2 separate regions of the Mus musculus genome follow, and region 1 is linked to region 2. Evidence: chromatin contacts called from public promoter capture Hi-C data. All regions are on one chromosome and are shown on one strand. The core of a region is the stretch at or near the end of the contact, and the rest is flanking DNA. Distances in the headings are between cores, read along the strand shown.

What was found. Promoter capture Hi-C pulls out the DNA fragments that hold promoters and counts their contacts.
Region 1: a contact with region 2 is called in a promoter capture Hi-C map of cranial neural crest. The contact joins two enhancer-like sites. A contact is called at or near these places in 8 of 39 promoter capture datasets (the C10 cell line, the HPC-7 cell line, cranial neural crest and 5 more), 1 of 15 datasets of contacts at CTCF or cohesin (the NIH/3T3 cell line) and 3 of 115 datasets of contacts at active chromatin or transcription factors (embryonic hindbrain, extraembryonic endoderm stem cells and stem cell-derived neural progenitor cells).

What each region holds. Positions count from the first base shown.
Region 1 is chr8:61,847,056-61,850,061 of GRCm38.p6, reverse strand. The region is part of intron 2 of Palld (palladin, cytoskeletal associated protein); the gene reads left to right. Among named protein-coding and RNA genes, the nearest start is that of Palld, 54 kb to the left of the region's middle. Within about 2 kb of position 1,276, at least 16 of the 459 cell types and tissues checked have an H3K27ac peak or open chromatin away from gene starts, as enhancers often do.
Region 2 is chr8:61,550,825-61,553,662 of GRCm38.p6, reverse strand. All of the region lies in intron 10 of Palld (palladin, cytoskeletal associated protein), which reads left to right. Among named protein-coding and RNA genes, the nearest start is that of Cbr4, 65 kb to the right of the region's middle. Within about 2 kb of position 1,477, at least 10 of the 459 cell types and tissues checked have an H3K27ac peak or open chromatin away from gene starts, as enhancers often do.

The DNA of each region.
Region 1 (3,006 bases), core at 27-2,526, 300 kb before region 2:
CTTTGGGGGGAAATCTTCTCCACAGTGAACTTCCTTCCCTGTCTTGGAAGCCATCTTCCAAGCCCATAACCTCATGCTCACATCAACCTGAATTTTAACCTGTCCCCAGCCCTCCCCTGAGAAAAAATGGATCTGTTGACCTGCAGAAAACGGCCTTTCACAGATTTGGGTAAATTTATAACATATAATAAAGTTAAGTATAGATTCGTAATTTGACATTTAAAAATAAATCCACCTGAGTACATGCTATGTGCGGAATTTTTTTAGCATCATGCACTATTTTCCGTAATCCTCACAGCAATGGAGGAAAATGGACCCAGGAAATAGAAATAACACTCCCAATGTGTTAGGGTGGGAAACGGTGCAGTCTGAGGCCCAATAAATCAAGTCTTTCTGTGTTGCAGGTGAAATCAGGTTTCGTTTCCTTTCCTGTTTTCCTTGGAGAGGGGCTGTGTAGATCATTGTCCAGGCAGCACACACAACTAAACCCACGCTCTCCCGTAAGGCTCACTTTTCATCTAATAAATTTCATCTAATTAATTAATTGTAGCTAATTTCCCCTAAAACAACCAGCCTCAAAATCAAAATGACCTCCATCGATTCTGTTGATTCTTCCAGCACAGCAGCCTACAGGCAGATTGGGCCCACTTCACCTGAAGGGAACTAGTCACGTTATAGTTCAGGATCCTTAGATCCAGGGGCTGGGGAGATGATGGCTCGGTGTGGGGCACTCGCTGCTTTTGCACAGGACCAGCGTTTGGTTCCCAGGCCCCTGGCTGCTGTCTCACAGCTTCAGAGAATCAGGCATCTTCTTCTGGTCTCTTCATGCACACAAGCACACATTCTCCCCAGTCTCTCTCCCTCCTCCCTTCCTCCCACCTTCCTTTTTTCCATGCTTCCCTCCCTTCCTCACTCCTCAAATAAAACTGAAAAAAGAAAAAAAAATCCTTTAAAGTCACTAATTGTTACCTGTTATACCAACATGTCATTGCTGGTCTTCGGTGGGGACAGGACCAGTCCACAGCTTTGCCCTGGCAAAATGTTTTAGTCTGTTCCCCCTGGCTGGTGCTTTAGTCTGTTTCCATGAAGGCCTTGTATGGTCCCTGACCCCAGCCTGCTGCCATCGGATTCCTTCTCAGCTTTTCACATTCCCAGGCAGAGATAAACTGCAATCGAGCTTAAAGGATCAGGAAGGCTTTCCCTTTGTGTGAGGGGTGATTAAGTTTGATCTGTGTCTGCTGCTGCTGCTGCGGTCATTTTCTTCCTTCTGCTTCTGAAACATAAGACTGTCCAATGGATACTTACTCCTCAGGTCCCTGGGGACTGCCCTAATTATGTCTTCATCCTGATACTGGCTTTCTTTCAGAGGGAAAGGCTGTGTCCAGCGGGTGACAATTCTATTTCAGTTAGCGAGAGTTCTGGCTGGTAAGATGAGAACAACTTGAAATTAGGATCGATGGCTTCATGTTTTGACTTCTTTTTTTTTTTTTTTTTAGGCAGAAGGTATGTTTGAGTGTGTGTTGTTTTGTTTGTTTGTCTTTCTTACTTCTTTCTTTTTTTTTTTTTTAAAATGAGGGCATCTATGTTTAAGTTTAAGATGAGGTATTAAACTCAGTATTCTTTTTTTTTTTTTTTTTTTTTAAAGATTTATTTATTTATTATATGTAAGTACACTGTAGCTGTCTTCAGACACTCCAGAAGAGGGAGTCAGATCTTGTTACGGATGGTTGTGAGCCACCATGTGGTTGCTGGGATTTGAACTCCTGACCTTCGGAAGAGCAGTCGGGTGCTCTTACCCACTGAGCCATCTCACCCTTTCTTACTTCTTTCTCTTTCCAGCTTCTTATTTTACCCATTAAGAAGTCACCCGCTAACACCGGGTGATGGGAAGTGAACTCCATTCTGCCCGAGAAAGCCTTCAGGTTATTAAACATTCTCTCACTGAACCAAAGTCCATCAGAGGCCTTCCCTGAACCAGCAGAGCTTTGAACGGATAGGAAGAAAAACTCGCTTGCTGGTTGTGTTTTTCAACACTGTGACCAACATTCTGAGAAACCGTTTTTAAAAGGAGCCCAGGCCGACATTGTCAGTGGTTTCTGTTCATGCCCCACTAGCTCCCTTGTTTCAAGCCTGTGGTGAGGCCGGGTGGCAAGGCAGAGAAGACTGAGACAAACAGAGATGCTCACTGCCTAGTGGATAGAACGCAGAGACAGGCAAGAAGCCGGAGGTACATGATAAACCCTTCTGGAACATTCTCCAATTCAGCTGTACTTCGTAATGACACCATAGGATTTGGAATCTATCAAGGGGTTAATCCGCACATTAGGACAGAGTACTAATGATTCAGTCAGTGATGGGATCCAACAGCTGGAGACAAAGCCTTCAGCAAATGTTTGAGAATTTCATAAGCAAGCCATGGCAATGCTGGGGTGATAAAGGCCTATTTTGCATCATGGTGTTATCAGATTAGCAGGCAAGTGGTGAAGCTTTTATCGGGTGTTACTGCTCATTTCTCCCCTCCCTTCATACCCCTGCCTGCCTCTCTCCCTCTCCCTCCCCCCTCTCTTCTCTCTATCCCCCAACTTTCTAACTCATAGAAAGGCAGAATTATTCCAAGCTGTTGACTGCTTGTGGGAGGAGTAGTTGGTCTCAGAATTCCTCCTGTCAAAGACTGTCTCCCTGCTAATGAGTGCAGTTCCTTCCAGTGAAACTTAGACTTGAAAGAAAACAGTGGTCAATAACACAGACACTCTCTTCAAGGTCTATGCAACCATGTGGCCTTCTTGTTACTTAGAATCCAATGAACCTGGGGAGGGTGTTCCCTATCTCTACCCAGCTCAAGCTGGGAAGATTTGGAGTGGTAACTGCCTTCCTCTGTCTATTTCCATTGTTTAGGGTTTTGTTTGTTTGTTTGTTTCTTCCCTCTCTTGTGAACTCTTCAGATGATGGCATTTCTGACAACAAAATTCAGAGTCCTGACTACTAAAATTATCCCTTCTTGTCTGA
Region 2 (2,838 bases), core at 228-2,727:
TTTTCTTATCACTTATCTTGAGCATGGGCATCACCTCTCCAGAGAACAGAATGGTGTGGAGTACGAGTTGCACATCTTTTTGCAAACATCTTTATTACGGAGTACTGGGAAAGAAAGACCTAGGGCAAGATTTTGTGAGCCAGCCTCTCACATCAAATCCACATTGACTATCAAAACTCAATGATTCTAATGGCATAAAGTGAGAAGAAAGGCATTGGGAGGGAAACGTGACCCCAGACATATATACTTTTAACTACATTGAAGGTCAAGGTTCTTCTGTGCCGGCACGCCAGGTGTCGTGAATGAATTAAAGCGCAGACACAGATTCTGAACCCACTCTAACCTGGCGCAGCTTGTCCAACTTCTCCCATTTGTAAATGGACCATGACAGTGTTTAACAGAAACTCTGGGTGGTTTTATTTCCTGAAGTGTTGAACCTCTGAGAACCTTAGGGTGTGTTTACAGTGGGGAAGTTCTTAGAGTTTTTGAATTGGGGGTGTGGTGAGGAGAGGAGAAAAAAGAAGCTGGGAGAATCTGTTGGCTCATTTGTGTATAACCAAAGATTTGAGCACTATGGCATTGGAGTCCTGCTGGTGACTAAGGCTTTTTAGAAGCTTATAGCCTGGTTTCCGTGCTTAAGCAGGATTTCCAAAAAGGTTTGTTGTCGCTTCTTCTGCAGAGGAAAGCCAACAGGATAAAGGAGTGGGGAAACCAGATGAGCCTTTTTTCTTCTTTCTTTCTGAATGACAAATAGCTTATGAGTAATTTGTAGAGGGCAGATTTAGCTTTCTGGTATCTCTGCTTCTCTTTGCCTACTTGTATCTGTGAAAATCAACTTCCATAAAGAGTGCCTTGGCAGCTCCCAGGCCGTTTTGAGTTAGCAATTGTTGTAATTCTTCCTCTTTAAAAATATCTTTTTTTTTTCCAAATTGCCTATTGTGACAGAAAATTAATGACAGGGGTGGGGGGCAGCTGGTCACTTTGTGTTCACAGTCAGAAAACAGAAAGAAATTACCCAGTCCTTTCTTGAGCAAGATCGGTTCTATGAAGAGAGTCAGAAGCAGTGGAGGTGGTTCTAGGAAGTCATTCCCTTGTCCTTGACAGAAGGCCTGTGGCCTCCAGGACAGCCCAGCGCCACCCAGCTTTTTTGCTGATGCAGGCCACACTTAAATTATCTTCAGACACATCTGTGACTCTCTTGCCGGGGCCGACAGAGTCGGGGAACAGTGCCTTTAATGAAAGTCACCAGGTGCAATGTCAGCCAGAGAGTGTGGGAGAGTATCCCACAGCTTGGAAGCCCGAGGAGCTATAGAAGGTGAGGATGTGGAACAGGCTTTGAGGAAATGGGCAAAAGAGTTCTGGGTAGTGGCTTTCTGAAGCTGGTGGGTGGCTTTTACAAGGTCTATTCCTAGTCCCGTCCTAAACACATGAAGTGGGAGCACATGTGCAAGACAGCCTACCAAACCACACAGACATCTGGAATTCCATGGGAGTGGCGAGGCTCATTGGGCTGCTTTTTAAAAGACTCAAATTAAGTTCAGTAGGATCCCACAAAGCCCTTTGTTACTAAAAATCTTTGATGCCTTGCACAGATTAGGAATCGAGAGCCCTCCTCTCTCTGTTGCTTTCAGTTATTGAGAAAATACTTTGCCTTTAGTGGATGAAAGTGTGGCTAATTATCAAAGGCTCGGGAGGACATCAGAATGTGTGATGTCTCTACAGCTAATGGCACCTGATGACAAACCTTCAGCTTCTTCGTCTGTTTTATTCTTGTTCTTGCTTTGAGTTTATCGAATCTTCGTCTTTGAAAATTAAATGCCTGAGGATGAAAACAAACAAACAAACAAAAGCCCTTTGGCATTTTCTTGCGTGTGTGTGTGTGTGTGTGTGTGTGTGTGTGTGCATGCGTGCGCACGCGCGCAAGATCCAATGTGTGTATGTATGTGGAATGTATGTGTGTATGTGTAGACTAGGGGTCGATGTCTGGTCTCTTCTTGCTCTCCACCTTAAATGTTGGGGCAAGGCATTTAGCTGAGCTCCGGGCTCATTTCCCCTGCCTAGTCTTCTTTCTTGCCTTGTGCACCCCCTGGCCCTGCCTTTTTCGTGCTGTGATTATAGGTGTGCCCAATTTCAGCATGGGTTCTGGGGGTCTGAATGCTAATGCTCATAGTTGTCACAGCACAGTATTTATCCGTGAGCCACCTACTCCTACCTCGCCCCATTTTTTTTCAATGTTTAAAACTGAGTGCAAAAGTGCCTTCTTGTGGAACTGTACCCCCTTGATCTGCTTGTTCAGAGCCAGCTTCTTCTGAAGTTCCTTTGGCCAGCCATTGGCTGCTTTGCTGACCTGACTAAACAAAACAAAGTAGATGCACAATTAATCTAAACAAGAAAACTTTTAAGTGAAAGAATGGAGTTCTAACCGCTTGGTGAGTTGTATTAAAAAAAATACAACTGGAGAGACAGCTTAGCACACAGAAGGTACACAGGTATAGGTGCAGGCAAAACCACCTATACATCCATGAAAATAAATCTCACCATAGCTAAAGGTAACTTTGAATATTTGATCTTTTCCTGGCATTACAGGTATGAGTATGTACCACGCCCAGTGTGTTTTGCTTTTTGAGACAGGTTCTTGCTCTGTAGCAGAGGATGCCCTCATATCTTCTTTGATCCTCCTGCCTCAGCTTTCCCTCCATCATAAAGACAACACTCCTTTGCATACAGTTTTAAGGGAGAAAACTCAGCTTGTCGTATTAGGAGTATTGACAGCAGTGAAGGAGGAAAAGCAGATTAACTGAGATCTATAAAAATAACTTAAAGTGCTTTTGTTTTTAA